Linked DNA regions of Ovis aries: all the other regions are linked to region 1. A link is a contact called in public Hi-C data. All regions are on one chromosome and are shown on one strand. The core of a region is the stretch at or near the end of the contact, and the rest is flanking DNA. Distances in the headings are between cores, read along the strand shown.

Region 1 (3,557 bases), core at 360-2,859:
GCTGCATAACCTGTGCTCCTTGTGTTTCTCCATTGTACATATTAAGAGTTTCTACACATATAAAATGCTCTGCAGTATTCTCGTGTGAAGTTACAGGGTCTGTAAAGTTATTAATTAGCAATGTCCGCAGAGGGCTGGATTGGCTGACGGGTAATAACTATGATTCTTTCAATCTGGGTGGCCGGCTCCCAGGACAGTGCCTTCAACCTGGTCTGGAGAGTGGCTCCTGGTGGCTCCAGGCCTCGTGGCTGACACTGCGCCCTGCCCCCACCCAGAGATGGGCCTCAGCCTCATCCAAGTCGCAGATGCTGGGGACTCTTGGCCCAGAGCCAGGCTCTGGTGGACTGGTTTCCTCTCCTAAAACAGGTTGCTGCCAACATTAACTGAATGCTTCCTATGTGCCATGCACTGCTTTAAACTCTTCATATGAGGGCGTCTCATTTTCCTCATAACCCAGGTGAATGTTCTTATCATCACCATCTTTTTACAGATGAGGAGACAGGTGCAGAGAGGACAGGTAAACACCCAAGGTCTTATGGCTGCTAAGTGTCAGAGTTCAGATTTTAGGCTCAGCAGCTGGGTCCGGGGCATGCGTGCTTGTCTGTCACCCAGCGCATCTCCTCGTGGTCCAGTTAACCAGGACTCATGACTGTTGTTTGTCAGAGACTCCTACTCTCTTTTTTAATAAAAAAAAAAAATATATATATATATATATATATTTGGTGGTACCATGTGGCATGCATCTTAGTTCTCTGAGCAGGGGTCAAACCTGGGAACCCTGCATTGGAAGATCAGAGTCTTAATTACTGGACCACCAGGAAAATACTGCCCCCTCTACACCCCACCTTTAAAGGTATGAAAGTAAACTGAAGGTGTTAGTCGCTCAGTTGGGTCCAACTCTTTGCGACCCCATGGACTGTAGCCTGCCGGGCTCCTCTGTCTATGCAATCTTCCAGGCAAGAATACTGAAGTGGGTAGCCGTTCCCTTCTCCAGAGGATCTTCCTGACCCAGTGATTGACTCCAGGTGTCCAACATTGTGGGCAGATTATTTACCATCTGAGCCACCAGGGAAGCCCCCTTTAAAGGTATGTGCATCTTTATTTTTATTTTATTTATTTTTTCAGTCGCACTGTGTGACATGTGGAACTTCCCTGAGCAGGGATTGAACCTGGGTCAATTGAACCTTCATTGGAAGTGTGTAGTCTTAACCATTGGACCATCAGGGAAGTCCAGAGACTCCTGCTGTCTTGTATCCTTTCTGGAAATCATGCTGGGGAAACCAGCTTTGAGGAACGTCATTTTCAAGCAAATATACAGACGGGTCCTGATTCTGGAGCATCTGAGATTGAAAAGTTTGTTATTCCCAACTCAATCGTGGCTGCATCCAGAAAGAGGTCCCACACACCAACACGTGCCCTGCGATGCCAGAAAAGCCCTTAGCGGGGGTACATCTAGGCTCGTTCCAGAGAGGTCGAGAACGGGAGGGAAGGAGAAGAGTAAGAATAAACACTGCTAAAAATAGTGCTTGGCTCTCTCACACCCACAACAAGACTGCAAAGGGAGGGCAGAGGAGACTGGAGGAAGCCGCCCAGGACTTTTGCCAGAGGGAGGGCTAAGGGCCACTGCTTCAGTGGGGGCTGTTTCTCAGACTGTTCTCTCCCAGGGCTCGGGTGCCAGCTTCTGAGGGTTCCAGGCCTGGCATGCCTCCCCAGAGGGTGAAGGCCAAGTGGCCGTGTCTTGGAGTCTGGAGTCGTGAATGTTCCCAGATCTCACAGGCACTTTTGCCATGAGGCCTGAGCCGCAGCAAACTTGATAACATCCAGAGGTCCTCAGCTGAAGATGAAGGGGGTCCTTGGAGATGGAGATGTTTGTTTTCAACTTTAAGTGACAGATGTTTGAGCAACATCAGTCACGATGCACATTTCTGCACACTGACTCTCATCCACCCCCTCAACTTCCATGATGAAATGGGACTTCCGCTCCCCCGGGGAAGACATCTCAGCAGATGGGCTGGAATAATGTGGTGTGGACGGCATCCTTGTGGTGGCCTGGTTTGTGGCAGGCTCTCAGAACTGTGCAATGTTGTTCTGGTCTCTGGGATCTTCCATCTGTGCCCATGGCCTGCCCCATCTGCTTTTCCCTGGGCTGCTGGAATTTCTTCCATTTTAGGGGACAGGAACTCCCAGAGAAGACACTAAGAGTGTCTGGTCACAGGGTGGTGACCCAGCCCCTGTGGTCTCTGGCTGTGGCAGCTGCAACTGTTTGGGGGAAGGACATGGTTTCTTCCATGATATCAGATCTAGAGATTAGGCAGCCAGTGGGGTTTGGAAGCCAGAGCTGTTTGCAAAAGAGGCCCCAACATGCTGTATTCTGCAGGCAAGTCCCTTTGACCCCTTGGTGCCCCTGCCCTCCTCCCTCCAAAAGACACTCTAATTCCTGTTGCATTGATTTCATAGGTCCTCATGATGGTCACATAGAGGACTTTTCTTTATTTCTTTGGCTGCGCTATACGCCATACAGGATCTTAGCGCCCTGATCAGAGGTTGAACCCTTGCCCCCTGCAGGAGAAGCACATCTTAACCACTAGACCTCCAGGGAAGTCCTGAAAAGACAAACGCGTCACAAGGTACTCTTGGATCAAACATTCAGGATGCAGTTTACTTAAGTATCCATAACGTCTAGTAGAGGTGAGCTGTGAAACCGTACATCCCCAGGAGGTGTTGCTCTCACACATGGCGTGGGCGTTCTCCCAGGTGAATCATGGATGGATCTCTACTGTGTAAAACTAGCTTCTTTAAATGTTATGTGGAGATCAGTGGAAGTGTCAGTCATTCAGCTGTGTCTGACTCTTTGGGACCCTGTGGACTGTAGCCTGTCAGACTCCTCTGTCCATGGAATTCTCAAAGCAAGGCTACTGGAGTGGATAGCTGTTCCCTTCTCCAGGGGATTTTCCCGACCTAGGGACTGACCCCGGATCTCCTGCATCACAGGCAGATTCTTAACTGTCTGAGCCACCAGGGGCAAGTTCAAATGCCCGCAGAACCAGGCAGCAATGTCAATATGCCTAGAAGGCCTGGTGTTTGGTCTCTGAGTGGTAGGGTAGCTAGTGGAAGGTTTTATCTGCCCAAAACTTAACAAGAGAGCTAGTGGTTATATGCGTTCCCAAAGTGACACCTTCTCAACACTTTTTTAAAGGTACACAGATGACACCGTTATTGCTAAGACTTTGATGAAATTATGTTAAAGTGTGAGAGTGAGGCTGTTACACCTGTAGTTAAAGAGAACGTCATTTTGTGTCTGGGGTTCTGGGTTATTTGACACCCTGCCTTGCAGACTCCAGTCCAGGCAGCCTCTCTGTCATCTGAGAGCCTGGCTTTGTCTTCAGTCACGCTGATGACTGCCTGATCTGATGGGAATGCAGGCTCTGGTTGCCAGGTCTTTCAGTGTTGTTGTTGTTGTTGTTGTTGTTTTAAGTTTCAAGAGAATTTTTTAAAAAGTGAAATCTCCTGGTTTTTAATTATTGGCAACATTTCCAATTAAATAAAATACTGTGTGG
Region 2 (3,557 bases), core at 278-2,777, 240 kb after region 1:
TGCCCTTCTCTGAGATCTTCACACCCTCCTCTCACTGAGCCTCTGCTCAAATGTCACATCCTAAGACAGGCCTCCACCTCTCCATCTTCACTTCTGTTAGCTTGCGGCTCTCGTCACGTGCAGTTTACTGTATGCCATGTCCCCCCAGCCTCTCCATGTGGAATTTTGTTCATCTCGGTCATCACTGCGTCGCTGGCGCTGGGCACATAGTAAGCGATCTTAGAAAACTTCCCTGGTAGGTCAGCATTAAGGAGACCCGGGTTTGACCCCTGGGTTGGGAAGATCTCCTGGAGAAGGAAATGGCAACCCATTCCAGTATTCTTGCCTGGGAAATCCCATGGACGGAGGAGCCTGGTGGGCTACGGTCCACGGGGTCACAAAGAGTCGGACATGACTGAGCGACTTCACTATAGGCTTCCCTGTTAGCTCAGTTGGTAAAGAATCTGCCTGCAATGCAGGAGACCCTGGTTGGGAAGATCCACTGGAGAAGGGATAGGCTACCCGCTCCAGTATTCTGGCCTGGAGAATTCCATGGACTGTATAATCCATGGTGTTGCAGAGAGTCAGACACAACTGAGTGACTTACACTTAGAAAACTATTGTGCCTGATTCGGTGTTGCCCACAAACTGTGGACCTGGGTCTGTCCCCTCAAGGTCCACGCGGATAGATGTGCACACCTGCAAGGGCTCTGGCTAGGGAGACCTAGGTCCCTCGAGCTGGAATTCATGGTAAACTCACCTCCTTGCACCCCAGGGCGACTGCTCCCAAGGGTTGAGATGCACTGGGGTGGGGGGGTATTCTTGGAAAGCTAGAGTCTTTGGAAAAAACAGTTATTGTATGTTTACTCAAGAATGCCTTGATAGAACCTGCCAAGCATCCCCAGAAAGTCTGCACCTCCTGGATAGTGAAGGAGGTGGGTCTGGTGAGCAAGGAAAGTGCCCCCCTCCCCCCAAGGGGTTCAGGTTGCGGGAGCGGCGTGCTGACAGCATCTGCTTTGTGTGTTGAGGACTGACACTGTGGAGTTAGCATTCTGCACACCTTCGTGTATCAGGTCCTGCCCACAAGCCTCTCCAGATGAAGCACAGAGAGGGTAAGCAGCTTGCCCAAAGACACACAGCTGCAGGCACCTTACTTCGAGAGAGGCATGACTAATAGGTAGTGGCATTTCCTATGCGGCTGTTTCCGTGCCTCCGGGCGCTGCTCAGCTCTTTAAGCGGATGATCTTATTTCATCCTCAGGAGGCCCTTTGGTGTCCGTGTCTCAGAGGACAGTGGCACAGCTGTAGGGAAGACAGGCTCTGGACCCGGGTTCTGTTGGCGACCTTCCTCAGAGCAGGTGCTATTTTCTGGGAATCTGGCTCCGACCTGGGGAAGGGCCCACTTCCCAGTCTGAGAGCCTCGTTGGAACCAGATCTGAGGATGGGAGATGCCCATATGCTTCTAGAAGGCAGGGAGTTGGTTTGTCAGCATAGCTCTGAAGCTGGGAGGCAGGAGGGGCTGTCCCTGCGCACCCCCCAACCCCAGTCATGGATTTGCATGACAATGAGCCCTTTGTCCCTGGGTCCTGCCTCCTTCCCAGGCTAATAACATAATTCCAGGCCTGTGATGTCATAATGGGCCCTTTCTGCGCAGAGTGGGAGGCTGGGTGGGCAGCTGTGTGGGCCTGGCCAGGGCTGGGAATAAGGGGGTTGGTAATTTTCAGGGGGCAGAGGCTCTCCTTCCAGGATCCTCTTTCATCCTTTAGCAGGTGGGATTTGCTCCCATTTGACACAGGAGCAAACTGAGACTCTGAGGTTTGTGTCCTCCCCTCCCCCTTCCCCTCCCCGCCCCTGCCCCCCACCCCGCCCCTTCTTGGCCTGTGCAGCGGGGGGGGGGGGGGGTGAGGGGTGAGTCATCACCTGTGGGCCTTCTCCTGGAGGCGTGGGTGTGAGAGTCTTGTGCTTCCTCTAAGTGGGAGGTAGGCCCTTGTGCCCAGATTCAAACTCTGGGCGTGTGGCTCCTCAGTTTGCTCATCTGCTTCATGGGGATTGTGCTGGGCCTTGTCCATGGGGCCAAGCGGGAGTGAGCGCTCAGTAGACGGGCGATCAGAAAAAAAGCCGAGGCCAGTGTAGTCGGGTGAAGGATAGCCCCCCAAATGCATGTGCTTGTGTCTAAACGTGACCTGCTTTGAAGATGTGTCTTGAGATGAGGTGATCCTGGGTTATCTGGGTGAGCCCTAAGTTCAGACTGGTTTCCTTCTGAGAGACAGAAAGAGGAGGAAGACACACAGAGGGATGGCCACAGTGAAGATGGGCAGAAACCCGAGGGATGTGGCCACAAGCCAAGGGACACCTGGAGCCTCCAGGAGCTGAAAGAGTGCAGAAAGGATCCTCCCCTTCAGCCCTCAGAGGGCGTGGCCTTGCAGATGCCTAAATCTCCGACTTCTGACTTCCAGAGCAGTTAGAGAATAAATTCCTATTGTTTTAAGCCACCTGGATCATGATTATTTGTTTACGGTGGATCTGGGGAAACTAACATAGCCGGTAACAACCCCGCCCCTGCCACCAATCTTTGGAGGTTGGGGGAAGCAATCTGTGGGAGGGGTCTGTGTGATGTCTTTTCCCACCCAAGCCTGAGGGCCCAGGACCATCTAGGGTAATTGAGTGCCCAGTGGTGTGAGGAGCCCCATATGAAGAGTCTGGAACCCACTTCCCTCACCCAGAACACAAATCTTTTTTTTTTTTTTTTTTTTTAATGCTTGATTGCTCAGTCCGATTCTTTGCGACCCCCTGGACTATAGCCCACCAGGCTCCTCTGTCCATGGAATTCTCCAGGCAAGAATACTGGAGTGGGTTGCCCCATTTCCTTCTCCAGGGGATCTTCCCGACTCAGGAGAGAAGTTTTTTTAAAACTTAAGTGTTTGTTTATTTGGCTGTGTTAAGTCTTAGCTGCAGCACATACTTCTCCCTAGTTGTGGTTTGTGGGCCTCAGAGTGTGCGGGACTCAATAGTTGCAGCTCACAGGCGTAGTTCCTCTTCGGCATGTGAGATCTTAGTTCCTCAACCAGGGATCGAACCCACAAGCCCTGCTTTGGAAGGTGGATTCTTAACCACTAGATCCCCTGACAAGTCCGTAAATCCACAAATTCTTGAACCCGACCATCGCCTGCTTCTAACCTCTCCCATCTCTAAGGAAGGGGCCCCCTGGTTCCACGCCAGACCCCATCCCAAGCCCAGAATGCCCATTCCCCATATGCTTGGCAGCTCACCAGCACTCGGATTGTCACCGTTCCCTGGGAAGCTGCCTCATTTGTCAGGTGCCCTTGATGAATGGAGACACCAAGGCTCAGAGAGGACAGGCTACCTGGGGAAAATCACACTAGTCCCTTGGTGGTGGTGAGAGCCTTTGGAGACTCAGTCATAGCTAATGGATGGGCTGGCACCGTGGCTTCTGGGAGGGAGGGATCAGAGTCCTGGGCCACCTTGACAGTGGAGCGGGCAGTGTGTTTGTGGACGTTTCTGGGACACGCTGGCCCAGTGTAGATAACATCCTGAAATCTGGCTTTAAGTAGACACCGT
Region 3 (3,557 bases), core at 347-2,846, 190 kb after region 1:
GCTGGGTGCCTCTGGAGCTGGTGGAGCCAGGGTGGGAAGGGAGAGGACATTCATTGACCTGAGACCCCCTACTTCTGTTCCATCCCTCAGCCCCTCCACAGACACTTCCCTTTTTCCAGATTTTGTCACTCAGGTGCTCCCAGCCCCACCCTCCCCAGAAAAAAAAAAAAAAAAAAAAGAGCCCGCGCAGCCTGAGGGGGCCAAGAGGGGCACGTTGCTACTAGGGAGGCTGAGAACCCCTGCAGGCACGCTGGAGGCGGAGGCCCGCCCTGCCCCTGGAAACCGCATGGCCGCCTCCCCACCGCAGCCATTCCCCACTCCCCCTGGGGGTTCTCAGATGTTGGCAGATGGCAGAACTGAATCTGCTGAGACGTCGCTCCAAAAAAGGAAAGTTGAACCGAAAAAAAAAAAAAAAAAATTCAAACTCTCTTACATCTTAGGGGAAAGCAGAGGAGGAGGGAGGGTCCCGGTCTGGGGCTCCCGGTGCCCTCTGCTGTTTAAAAAGATCTCCCCGGCTTTGAGAAAGCAGCCTGGGAGGGGCATGAGGAGGGGGTAAATGAGGACACACGGGTTGTCACGGCTGCCAGTGGGGTTCCTGTTGGAGCGGTGAGCGCTTGCGTGTGCGCGGGCGAGTGTCCACGTGTGTGCTCGTCCGTGACCCTGCCCGCTCGTGCCCACCACACACTTGCAGCATCGTGTATCTGCGTTTGTGTCCCTGAAAGTCCCGAACTGGGAGTTCTTGCAACACATTGCGTCCCTACCTGGGAAAGATCAGGGAACAGATAGAAATTCTCGCCCTCTAGAAACGGACATTCTAGTGCATGTGTGTGTGTGTGTGTGTGTGTGTGTGTGTGTGTGTGTGTCCGCCCGCGTGCGTGAACTCCTGCCTGTGTCGGGGTTTGTTTATCTGCGGGTGACCTTATGTCTTAGGAGTCTATGTCCCAGGCTACGCTCACGTCTGCGGGGCTGGGGTGAGGGGTGGTTGCGAATTTTCCCTCGTGCCCACCTGGGTTAGCTCTCCTTTCTGAGGCCCAGTGTGTGAAGTCCACTGGTGAGAGTCTTGCGCTCTACTGTGTGCGAGACACCGAGAGCGAACTCCACCGCTTGTGTCCCCTCGCATCTGTGTGCGTCCCTTAAAGGTCCTGTGTGTGGCCCTCCTCGTATGCCCCCTCCCCATCCACTGGTCACTCCAGAGTTAGACTGATAATTTAATAGCTGAAAAGCGATTATACTTCGAGTGAAGTATCTGGGGCTGGGGAAGAGGAGAGCGCACGGCCCACTGGAGGAGGAGGGGGCGGGATGGGGAGGCGCTTTCCCCCTCCTTCCTCCTTCAGGGAGCTGCTAAAAAGAAACTCGGCGTCGCGCCCAAGCGTGTGTGTGTCTGTGTGGCAGCGTGTGCACGCGCGAGTGGGTGCGCGCAGGCCCGGGGGAGGCAACGTGGGCCCTTTAAGGAGCCCGAGGGGGCCGGGCCGGGGCGCGTCGGTGCGGGCGGGGAGCCAGGAGCCGGGAGGCCGAGCCGCCGCCTCCCGGGCTCCCGCCCCGCCCCCTCCTCCCCCTCCCGCCGCCGCCGCCGCCACCGCCGCCACCGCCGCCGCCGCCGGGGAGCGGAGCCGCGGGCAGGCCGGGCCGCATCGGAGCCCCGTGTCCGCCCGCGCCCCGCCCGAGCCGTGCGCCCGCGCCCTGCGCCCCCGCAATGCGCGCCAAGTTGCGGCCCGGGGACCGGGGGCTAGCGCCCTAGGAGGCGGCGGCGGGAGGATCGCGCCCCGGCTGGAGGCCGGGCCTGCTGCGCGCCCCCAGCCCGATCTGCACCGCCACTTGCCTGAGCGTCCGGGCGGCCCGAGCGCTCCCCGAGCCCGGGCGCCGCCGCCGCCACCTCCGCGAGGTGAGTTGGGGCGGGGGGTCCCCGCGGAGGGCCGGGGTGAGGCGCGGGGCGCGCTTCCGGGGAAATCGGGGAAGATCAGTCGGCGCACGCGGCGGAGTTGGCGGGGCCCCTGCACTCCCGAGTTGGCGCTCTCGGGGGGTGGCCTGCTGGGGAGCGAGGCGCCCCATAGACACTGCGGCCCGCGTGCGTGGGGGTGCCGGGGAACTTAGGGGAACTCCAGCTCCCCTGCGAGGGGACGGGAAGGAGGGAAGAGGCGTGGGGGGAGGGCGGGCGGGGGCTGTCCTGGAACTGCGCAGGACAGCCCCCCACCGTGTGCCACAGCCCTGGGGGCATGGCCGCCATGCGCCTCCGTCCTCTCCAAGCAGCCCTGGATTTGGGGGGTGACACTGCGCCTTATTTTCCAGTGGGCAGTGCGGCTCGGGGGTGCCCCTGGAGATGGCACCCTCGGCTCCCCGGCCTGGCTGCTCTGGAAGGCGCCTGGGAGGGGTTCCCGCCACGGGGGGCGGGGGGCTGCTGGCGTGGTCGCTCCTCGGCGAGGGGTCGGAGGGCTCTGGGTCGGGGTCCCCGAGGAGAGGCGCCCCTTGCTCCCCCCTTCCCCGTGGGCCGGTGTTCCTGGTGTCTGGGCCTGCCTCCCGCGGCTGGTGACGCCTCATGGGGCCGCCTCCTGGTCCCTCCCCCGGGCTGTGCGGATACTTGGGATGCCACTAGTTTGGGAAGTTGGAATTCAGAACTGATCCCACTTGGATTGGACCCGGAGGCCCCCGGTCCTAGTGCTGGGGGAACACCCCCGGAGACTTGGCGGGGAGTGGGGGGAGACCTGTGGGGCGCTCCTTCCCCACCCCGGACGCTTGCAGGAAAAAGCCCGAGGGAGTGAGAGAGGTCTAGGCGGGCGGGCGGGCGGGCGGGCGAGACACGCTGTACCTGTGAGCTGCTGTCGCCCGGGCCCAATTAGCGTGGGGCGCCCGGCGTTATTTTTACATTGTAGGTTTATTTTTTTGGAAGCGAGGGCCCTCCAGCCGCCTGTCGCGCGCTCCGGCTCTCTGAGGGTCTGGTGCAGGCAGCGGAGGCGGATCTGTGCTGTCGGCTCAGCCTCCTTGCTTCCTCCCCCTCCTCCTCCCCCCCTGTTGGTGAGAACTGGTTTTATTATGATTTTTTTTTTTTTTCCCCTTTTGCAGATTTGGAGGAAGGATGTGTGAGGGAGGCAGGGAGGAGGGATGGGGAGAGGAGCCCTGCGGGCTGGCTGGATGAGGGAGTTCTGGGCTTGTTGGGGATTGTGTGATCCGTGGCCTTGACTTTGCCCTTTTTAAACCAGATCTGGGTCCCCGCGGTTGCTTTGATAGAAGGGGTTCTCCGGGCCTGCAGTGAGCTCGGAGGACGTCCCTGGGCATTGTTATGTACCTCGTGGTGGGTGGTCTTTTTTTTTTTTTTTTTGGATTGAGGTGTAGGGGGAAAGCCCTCTGAGAAAGTAAGAGACCTTGAACCTGGGGAGCTGAACTACTCACAGCCGGCTAGTGCAACGTATTGCCTTTGGTGGGAAACACACTTTTGCCACTACTGGCAATGTGACTCTGGACAAATTACTCAACCTACCTGTGCCTCAGGCTTCTCATCTGCAAAGTGGGATGATAACAATAATACCGAGTTTAGAGGGTTGTTATGAGAACCAAGGGTGGGA

What was found. Hi-C and Micro-C count contacts between places; a contact is called where the count stands out from the background.
Region 2: a contact with region 1 is called in a Hi-C map of hypothalamus, with 5 times the contacts expected there. The contact joins two enhancer-like sites. A contact is called at or near these places in 3 of 16 Hi-C or Micro-C datasets (hypothalamus, omental adipose tissue and tail adipose tissue).
Region 3: a contact with region 1 is called in a Hi-C map of tail adipose tissue, with 2.7 times the contacts expected there. The contact joins the promoter of NCOR2 here to the enhancer-like site in region 1. A contact is called at or near these places in 3 of 16 Hi-C or Micro-C datasets (hypothalamus, omental adipose tissue and tail adipose tissue).

What each region holds. Positions count from the first base shown.
Region 1 is chr17:51,070,727-51,074,283 of ARS-UI_Ramb_v3.0, forward strand. No RefSeq gene overlaps it. Among named protein-coding and RNA genes, the nearest start is that of SCARB1, 100 kb to the left of the region's middle. Within about 2 kb of position 1,610, at least 24 of the 54 cell types and tissues checked have an H3K27ac peak or open chromatin away from gene starts, as enhancers often do. A contact at or near this core is called in hypothalamus and tail adipose tissue, where this site is marked.
Region 2 is chr17:51,313,719-51,317,275 of ARS-UI_Ramb_v3.0, forward strand. The region is part of intron 3 of NCOR2 (nuclear receptor corepressor 2); the gene reads left to right. Among named protein-coding and RNA genes, the nearest start is that of TRNAG-CCC, 7.3 kb to the left of the region's middle. Within about 2 kb of position 1,528, at least 16 of the 54 cell types and tissues checked have an H3K27ac peak or open chromatin away from gene starts, as enhancers often do. A contact at or near this core is called in hypothalamus, where this site is marked.
Region 3 is chr17:51,257,270-51,260,826 of ARS-UI_Ramb_v3.0, forward strand. NCOR2 (nuclear receptor corepressor 2) reads left to right here and starts at 1,597. Exons shown (of 50, transcript XM_060401093.1): 1 at 1,597-1,882.